Linked DNA regions of Oryctolagus cuniculus: region 1 is linked to region 2. A link is a contact called in public Hi-C data. All regions are on one chromosome and are shown on one strand. Each heading gives the region's core, a stretch centred on a gene start, on an enhancer-like site or on the middle of the called end of the contact. The rest is flanking DNA. Distances are from core to core; before and after follow the strand shown.

The links. A called contact is a pair of places that touch in the nucleus more often than the background predicts.
Region 1: a Hi-C map of psoas muscle shows a contact between it and region 2, with 2.7 times the contacts expected there. The contact joins the promoter of LNPEP here to the enhancer-like site in region 2. A contact is called at or near these places in 2 of 6 Hi-C or Micro-C datasets (psoas muscle and an unstated tissue).

The regions. Positions count from the first base shown.
Region 1 is chr14:19,598,743-19,603,571 of mOryCun1.1, forward strand. LNPEP (leucyl and cystinyl aminopeptidase) reads left to right here and starts at 2,566. Exons shown (of 18, transcript XM_008261965.4): 1 at 2,566-2,828. The coding sequence starts at 2,810.
Region 2 is chr14:19,559,133-19,563,492 of mOryCun1.1, forward strand. All of the region lies in intron 2 of LOC138845143 (a long non-coding RNA gene), which reads right to left. LOC138845142 (a long non-coding RNA gene) reads left to right here. Exons shown (of 4, transcript XR_011381935.1): 3 at 2,360-2,507. Among named protein-coding and RNA genes, the nearest start is that of LNPEP, 40 kb to the right of the region's middle. Within about 2 kb of position 2,704, at least 3 of the 8 cell types and tissues checked have an H3K27ac peak or open chromatin away from gene starts, as enhancers often do.

The DNA.
Region 1 (4,829 bases), core at 1,316-3,815, 39 kb after region 2:
TGTGTGTCATCACCCACCCTCTCCAGATGGGAGGCCCCTCCTGGGTTAAATGGGAGGCGTGATTAACCAGCTCTTCTAGGGCAGACCAAGGGCTTTGTTTATTCATTGGCTATCATGCTTGTTGGTTCTGTAAAAACAACTGCTGTTTGTTATTCAGGGTGCTCATATTTTCCCTTTGATGCTATTTAGTTTCTACTATAATTAGCCCTCCAAATTGTTGGTTTTCAAACGGTAAGTGGCAGGCAGCAAGGGTTCTGAAAATAGTAGATGGGTGTAGTAGGTAATGTCACGGTCTCTCCTCCCATAATGAATAGAAACTTCATAATAACTTAAAGTGTTACTGCCTTAAAGAGGAAGTTCTCCGTGGGAGGAGGGAGGGGTTAAAGACAGAAACATCAGATAGTGAGTCTGAAACTATGTTTCTTCCAGAAGGGCTTCAAGAAGTGAAACAACACAAAATGGAACAAAACTCACTATTAATCTTTCGAGGATAGGGTGGGATTCCGAAACACACTGATTTTGTTTACGGTTTTTACCTCCAGTAGAAAGCTACAGGTCTTTATTGTGTTTGTGTGGAGGAAGGAACGAGAGGGGTGGGAGGCAGGAGGTTAGCAATATTTACCTCTTTGATCTCAAAGGCGGGCCCCATCCACGTCTACGAAGCCTTTTTGCTACAACCTCTGCAGCCTTGCGGATTCAAAACAGAACGCAAGATGACGTGTTTCACACTTGAAAGCATGGCAGGCTGGCTTGCAGGTGAGGTGAGGTGAGGTGATTGAACACGGGGAGGCTTCAACCTCCGTGGCAAGAAGGGTTTTCACTGCGAAAGCGACTCCAGAGGCACGCAAAGCCTCTTCACGGAAGGAGCACACAGCGTGGGGTCCTGCCAGTACTACGTGGACTGAACACTGGTGCTCCAGCCCCTGGGGCTCCCTCCGCAGCGCCCCGGCGGGAGACGGTGTTTGTTCGGCCAGGGAGAGAGCAGCTTGCAGGAATCAACAGACACGGACCCTCCGGGCTCCGTCCACGCGAGACACTCCAGGGAAGCGTTTTCCACGTGGCAAGTGGACTGGAACTCGCAATAGCATTGCACGCATTTGTTTCAGCATTCGTCGCTGATTGCTCATCTGGACCTCACGAAGCCACCCTAAAACAGTGACACAGCCTTGCTGCTCTCGATCAGCTAGCCTTGTGGAGAGGGAGGTGGACGATAACCCGACACCACCACCTGAAGCCTTGTTTGAGTAAGCAGGGCTGTGGCGGACATCGCGCAGGGTGGACGCGCTCGTGGCGTGGTTAGAGAAAGGTTCTCTGCAGAGGTCAAATTGAAGCGAGACCCAAGCGCCACGAAGAATCGGGACAGTTCTTGCGCGAGGAGCGTGCACCGGGAACGGCGAGCCTGTGTTCCTCGCGTCCCAGAGCCGAGCAGGGGGTTTAGCTTTTATTCCACGTGCAATCGGTACGCACTGGAGGAATAAACTTCTCAAACCGGGGGTAGGAAGTGCACCATAATGAACGTTCTACAATGCAGTATCGTACTTGAAGGGGGCTTTGACACCGAATTTCTACGTCCCGTGGTGGTCAGCCACACAGGGCCACCTCGCCCCGTTTGCGCAGGCCGACTCCACCCTGGCCCCACGGCGGGCAGCTTCCGAGCGGCCGAGCGTGCGGCAGTTGACAGGCGCAGGGTCGTGCAGCCCGGGCCAAGACGCTGCAGGGGCTGAGGCTGAATGAGGGGCGGAAGCCGTCGCGGGGTGGCTCCGTCGCGCACCCTAGCCCTAGGACCGAACCCGCTGGCCCCGGCGCTCTTCCCCGCGCGCTCACGGGGCCAGCGGCCGTTCCGCCTCGGAGACTCGCGGGCGCTTCCTAATTTGGCGCTGCAAACAATAGTGGCTCCGGGCTACAGGCCACGGCGCGAGTGCTGGCGAGCGGGGCCGACGCAGGGAGCCGCTCGGGCCTAGCGCCGCGGGGCGCAGCACCCCGGGAACCGCTGGCGTCGACGGAGGGCTCGGCTCTAACGGGCCTGCTGCCCACGTCCTGCGGGGGGCCCCGCGGCCCGGTCCGACGGCCCGGCGCCGGGTTTTCCGCTGCGCCGACATCCCCGGGGCCGCGCCCTAAGGGACCGCGCCAGGGGATGCTCTGGGGCCCGGGGCCGCCCGGTCGCTGCGCGCGCTGGGAAGACCTAGGGTGCCCGCTCCGTCCCGCAGCCCGTGAACTCTGCGGTCCGGAGAGAGACCTTCGCCCGCAGGCTGCTGCTCTGCCCTCAGGCATCGACCCGTAAGGCACCTGCCCGGCGCGGTCTCCCCGCCATCCCATCATCACCCCGGCTTTACGTGCGGCGGGGAGCCCGATTTCACCGCCGCGGTTACTCTGGGTGTGTTTACTGCCTGCCTCTGGACTGTCCGCCCCTCAGGGGACCGACTGTGTTTTCCTGGCGCAGCACTGCGGTCCCCGCACCCAGGATCGCGCCGGACTGAGCCACCGAGCGCAGCCCCGCGCGTAGCGGAGCCGGCGACGTTACCTCCGGCCGCTGCGGAAGGGGCGGAGCGTCGCGCTGCCCCGCCCCCCGTCTGGGCGCGGAGCCCGCCCCCGGCGGAGCCGTCCTGGCAGCCTCCCGGGCTCCTGCTGCAGCCGTTGCGAAAACCCGGAACGGCGGATCCACGGCGCGGCGGAGCGGCGCCGCCCCTCGCGGCGCCTCCCCGACAGCCCTCGGAGGCCGCGCTGGGCATGCTCAGTCGGCAGGGCCCCTTCAGCCCTCGGAGTAGGAAGCTTGGGCGCTCGGGGTGTGAGGAGCCGCGGCGGGGGCAAAATGGAGCCCTTCGCCAATGGTGAGCGGGCGGCCCCGGGATGCCGCGTCTGGGCTCTCTGGGGAGGGCAGCGGCCGTGGTGAGACGCAGGGTCGGGCTGCTGTCGCCGCCGCCGCCGCCGCCAGTTCGGGCGAGGACTGAGGGGTGGCGAGAGGGCCGGGAAGGCGGCTGCAGGAGGCTCTGGGGATGGGCAGTGGCCCGCGCGCGGCCGGCGCTGGCCTGAAGGTCAGCGGGGCGGCCGGGACCCGCGCTCCGCGGCGTCGCCCCCCGGGGGACCGAGCCGCGAAGTTCGCACCGCTGCGCGCGGGGCGGGGGCGGTGAGGTACGACGCGGGAAAGTTGGCGGCCGGGCATTGCCCCCACTCCCCCGGGGAAGGCGGTGTGTGCCCCGACTCGCGTGCGGGATAAGGGGCACGCCGTGTTCGCGGCGGGACCCAACTTGTGTAGCCCGCTGGGAGCTGTCCCTGCCCCTTCGCCGGGGTGTCGGCGTGACTTTTCCTAATAGGGCGCGATGGGGGCGAGGGGCTTGGCAGGGTTCCTGAGGGGGGAGGAAGGGAAACTTGCGGACCGGCGCCCAGTCCGCGCGGTGGCCCGGGGCCGGCTGGCGCGCTGCGCGGGGCGCGCGCGAGGCTCCTCCCGGCGCTCCGGGTCCCCTGCAGCTCCTTCGAGGGAGAGCAGGGGTCCGCCACGGCGATATCACAGTGTGACAGGAGGCAGGACCCTGCATCCCGCTGCGGCTTGCTCCTGGCTGGGGGCGCCCGGTCCCGCCCCGGTGACAGCGAAGGCTTTTGTTTTGGGGCAGGTAGCGCCGGAGTCACCACCTCGGGGTGAGGTGTTTTTTACGGTTCTGCGGCGCTGGATGCCTCGGTTCCCTTGCAGGAACGCAAGTAGGAAGCGTGCCAGTGAGGGGATCCGCTGTCCAGTCTGCACGAGGCTTCCTGCGGGTGGAGGACCTCGTTAGCGGGAGCCAGGCTGGCCTTGAGTGGGTGGGTCTGTGGCAACCGAGACAGCCGCGGTCCACTGGATCCCAGGCCCTGGCCAGACTTTGCAGTGTGCTGTGCCTCACTCTTGCTATAACTGCTGGTTATGGTCTCCCTGTCCCTAATTCCTAAGGCTTTCTTCTGCTGGGTGTACTGTTTCATTAGGCTTAACGATGACAGCTTTAATTCTGCATTTTCTTCCTTTTCAGGTTCTATTTGTCATTCCTAAGGCTCCCTGAGCAGTCTGATAAAAAGTTACTCAGAGAATTAAGGAAGACTTGAGCCCAGAGAACAGAGAGGGGCCATCTAGTATATGTTAGTACACGTTATTAACTCCTTGCAAATGAATATGGCAAGACTTACTTTTTTGATACAGGATTCTTAAGTGTGAAATTTCACCTAAATTTTAAAAAAGAAGTCTCCAACAGGCTGAGCCACCCGTTTGGTCAAGATCAGCATTAGCTGATTTGCCGAACTCACCAGCAGAATCACAGTACCTTGTCAAGTCTTAGGATTGGAGGCTTTTCTCCTTTTGTACAATATGCTTTTCTAGAAGTGAATATTTGCAGATTTGTGTTGGAAAGGCAATGGGAAAAAAATCCCAGAGAAGAGAACATAAAAAGAAGCTCTGCTTCAGCTTTCATATAGGAAATTAGACTTATCCCTATCTGTCTTCCAGATTGTCAAGGTCCGTGCTAAAGGCAGTTTGGCAATGCATCATTTTAGTTAATGTCTAAATCACTGCTTGGAGCTCAGCAAGCTTCCTTTAACAGGGAAAATAGAAATTATGACATTTGAAGTTGACAAGAAATCAGATGCTGGCAACTTTAGTGGTGCTTTTCATGTTCAAGATGGACAGGATATTTCAAAATTTTTGAGGGATTGCTGTGCAATTTTCTAGTTCCTTCAAACATGACATGAAATAGTGGAAAGCATGTTTATCATTTTTTATTTAATCCTTTTGAGTACTGGAAATGTGCACATATAGTTCTCCCACAGGTCTGGGTATTCTGGTATAGAATATTCCATTATCCACAGAATTA
Region 2 (4,360 bases), core at 1,454-3,953:
AAATTTCCCATTTGTGAAAATTGTTCCAGGCACTTGGAATTCCTTTATATTTTCTGTTCCTGCTACCAAATCAAACAAATAAACATGCAAGGTTCCAGGTGACCCAGTCACATTCCTAGCCTCAGTTTCTGAATCTGCATCAGAAAATTAAGAAAGCTGGGGTCAAATTATTCTGACAGCTCCCTTTAATTCTCTCCTGGCCCACTCACCCTTTTCCTGACACTTGAGATTTCCTGTTCTCCACTCCGGCTCCCAGGTTTGCTTCTAAATTGAAACCCAAATCCCAAAGATTAAATTTGTGATTATGCAATGTCAGGAGGTGACTAGGTACAGAGGTTTGTTGGAGTCTCTGTCTACCTGTCCTGTCTGAAGATTGGAGCTGCTTTGCTGGCTCACAGGGAGGGCTAAAGTCTCTGGGAGCTTGGGTCCCTCGTGGAGACCCTTAGCCAGCAGTTCAGGAATAGGAAAGCCCAGATCCTTGCCTCAGCATGAAGACAGAGCATCCATTCCAGAGCTTCCTGTGGATGGAGCTGAGGCTGTGAATCCAGCTGACACTCCATCCTGTCCCTGTCCCCTTACTTCCTTCCCTGTCCTTCTGCCTCCACCTCTTACATATATATATATATTAAAGATTTATTTTATTTATGTGAAAGTCAGAGTTACACAGAGAGAGAAAGAGAGGCAGAGAGAGAGAGAGAGAGGTCTTCCATCCAATGGTTCACTCCCCAATTGGCTGCAATGGCCAGACCTGTGCTGATCTGAAGCCAGTAGCCAGGAGCTTCTTCCAGTCTCCCATGTGGGTGCAGGGGCCCAAGGACTTGGGCCATCTTCTACTGCTTTTTCAGGCCAGAGCAGAGAACTGGATCAGAATTGGAGCAACTGGGACTCGAACTGGCGCCCATATGTGATGCTGATACTGCAGGTAACAGTCCTACCCGCTACACCACAGCACTGGCCCCACCTCCACCTCCTCATCTTGGCAACAGGTTCCTAATAAATCCAGGTCTGCTTCCTGGGAACACGACCAAAGATAGCACACATATATCATTATTCAAATGTCTGAGCTCCATCAGGTGTGGAAACAGTTCTGCACTATTAATTTCCTGGCCAATTTTGAGGTCAGGTTGACTGTTGCTGAGCCTACTGCAGCCATGTACTGGTCTAGGGTCCTGGTAAAGTCACTGAATTCTCTGAGCCTCAACGTCCCTGTCTGACATAAGCGCCAAGGAAATAATGTAACTGGAGTGCCCAGCACAAGGCATCACTCATCACTGGCAGCCACTGAAGCTTTTACTCTCCTTTTAGTCAAAGGCAGAGCCGGGATTGACAAAGATTCTGCTTTGAGACATCAAATAAAGCATCTCCAGTTTTGGTAAGCTGTTTGCTGAAGGTACAAATTTATTTCTCTTCCTGGTTTCACTTTCCATTTGGTGGGACCAGGTCTTTTCACAGAATAATCCCAGTGATGGATAGGGAGCCAACCTAGGCACAGCTGGTTTTGCCTTGCTTTGATGAACCGTTGCTCAAAGCCAATTTTTCAATCAGGATAAGAGAGCAGACACATGGGACTATCCAACATGCCAAAGGTACTGCCACTTGCAGCTTTGAGGAATCATTTCCAACTGCAGCCTCAGACTTTGTGAGATTTTTTTCCTTTTATTATTTCCTTTGCTCACAGGATGTAAGCATCCACTTGTTTTTATTCATCTACATCTGATATCATTATCCCAATCCTTCCAGACTTTAGCGTCACTCTGTATGGGAGCATTGTTACATACAAAACCTTTCTCCCCCCAAGTAAAGTGCTTTATACAGTTTTTGTGTTCATATGGAAATGTTCTTTTAAATCCACGTTACTGAGGCTGGCATTGTGGCAGGTTAAGCTGCCACCTGCAGTGCTGGCATCCCATAGGAGCACTGGTCTGAGTCCTGGCTGCTCCACTTCTGATCCGGCTCTCTGCTAATGTACCTGGGAAAGCAGCAGAAAATAACCCAGGTGTTTGGGCCCCTGCCACCCACATGGGAGACCAGGATGGAATTCCAGACTCCTGGCTTTGGCCTGGCTCAACCCTGGCTGTTGTGGCCATTAAGCAGGTGAACCAGCAAATGGAAGATCCGTCTCTCTTTATTTCTCTCTCTCTCTCTCTCTCTGTTACTCTGCCTTTCAAATAAATAAATATTTTAAAAAGATAAAAATAAAATAAATCCATGTGTCTTGTCCAGGGATGAAATTCGGAATCACCCAGAACAGCACTTATCAAATGTAACGTTTAGATGAATTGTGTAAAGATCTTGTTAAAATTCTGGCAATGATTCCATAGGTCTTGGGGTGAAGCACAGAATTCTGCCTTTCTGACAGGCTCTTGGAAGCTGCTGGCCACTGCTGCTGCTGTTCCAGGAACCCCGTGTGTGTAGTAACAAAGGACCCAGGAGACGCCGTCAGACTCTACCCCCAGGAGATTCTGTGATGGAACTTAGAAACCACCTACCCTCTTCTAAGTCCCACAGTAAGTTCCTAACTATGCACAATGTCTACACACGTTTTTAATTGAAAGAGACCTTTGGGCCTGCATCTTGGGCTCCCAGCACAGAAAGATACTGTGAACCTGAGCCCCATTGGATGCTTCCTTGCTAATGATCTGCTTGCCGCTTGGGCTGCTGCACAACATGTGAGCTATTTCCCCATCACCGCTTGGAAAGTAGGACAAAAATAGAGGCTCTCTCGGCAGAGCCGCGAAGGGGGAGGGCCACAGAAGGCGGTGGAGCCAGCAGCAGCAGCAGGCAAGAGGCCCTGTGCCCGTTTTCCTCTCTGCCCTGCACAGGGATGGCCTCTGCGGAGGCAGGAGGGCAGTGAGCGTGATCCAGACACCGCAGTGCCCCAGATTTCCGTTAAATGCTGGGAAACACATTTGCTCTGGAACTGTGGCACACAGACCCAGGACAAAAGCGGGCACCCTCCCAGTGGCACCGTTTTCCCATGATCGAACAGCCAGCAACTTAATTCACCCCCTTGTTTCTGAGCGGTGATGATCTGCCGCCTGCACGCTGGTCTTCTGCTCCACAGCTTGTGCATTTAAGAGAGGACAATTTATCATGTCAGCCCTTTTCCTGGAAGTTTTTTATTAATATAATTTTTCATATGGCTAATCACAGGAGATGAAGCAAAAATACGGTTAGTCAGGTCTTTTAATTAAAATTGTGATTCAAATGTAAATTGTCATGGTCATTATTAGGATTTAACATTTCTAGCTTTGGAAGCCTCCAGTAACTCTCACATTTAAGAAAACTAAGAGAGGGGCCGGTGCTGTGGTTTAATATGGTAAGCATCCGCCTGCAGCACCAGAACCCCTTATGGGTGCCAGTTCATGTCCTGGCTTCTCCTCTTCTGATCCAGATCTCTGCTATGGCCTGGGAAAGCAGTGGAGGATGGCCCAAGTGCCTGGGTCCCTGCACCTGCTTGGGAGACCTGGAAGAAGTTCCTGGCTTTGGTTGGGCCCAGCTCTGACTGCTGCAGCCATTTGGGGAGTGAACCAGTAGATGGAAGAGCTTTCTCTCTGTCTCTCTGACTCTTTCTCTATAACTCTGCCTCTCAAGTAAATTGGATGGATGGAAGGAAGGAAAGAAGGAAAGAAGGAAAGAAGGAAGGAAGGAAGGATGGAAGGAAGGAAGGAAGGAAGGAAGGAAGGAAGGAAGGAAGGAAGAAAACTAAGAGAACTCTTTGAAAACACTGTATACAATCCTTGCATCTCTGTATTGCCTCAGTGGCCTGGAGCAGCTCTCAGCAAGAACCATTTTAACTTTCTACTCACATGGCTAGAACTAAAGTATGCTACAGTCACACTTTCTGGATAACTGTGGCAACATTAAAGAAGGGTTATGGACTGGTGGGAAGAAGTAACACGTAACCTGTTCCCAATTTGTTAAGAATACAGGACTTGCTGCAATGACAGCATCTCATATAGGTGTTGGTTCGAGTCCCGGCTGCTCCATTTCTGATCCAGCTCCCTGCTAATGCACCTAGGAAAGCAGCAGAAGATGGAAAAACTTCTTGGGCTCATGTACCCATGTGGGTGACCCAGATGAAGCTTCTGGCTCCTGGCTTTGGAATGGCCCAGCCCTGGCCATTGTGGCCATTTGGAGAGTAAACCAGCAGATGGAAGATCTCTCTTTCTCTGTGTCTCTCCCTCTTTGTCTCTCTATGTAACTCTGCTTTTCAAATAAATAAATCTTTTTTTTTTTTTTTAAAAAGAATATAGGACTCGGGGCTGATATTGTGGAGTAGCAGGTCAAGCCACCACCCATGAGGCTGGCATCCCATATGAATGCCAGTTCCAGTCCTGGCTGCTCCACTTTTGATCCA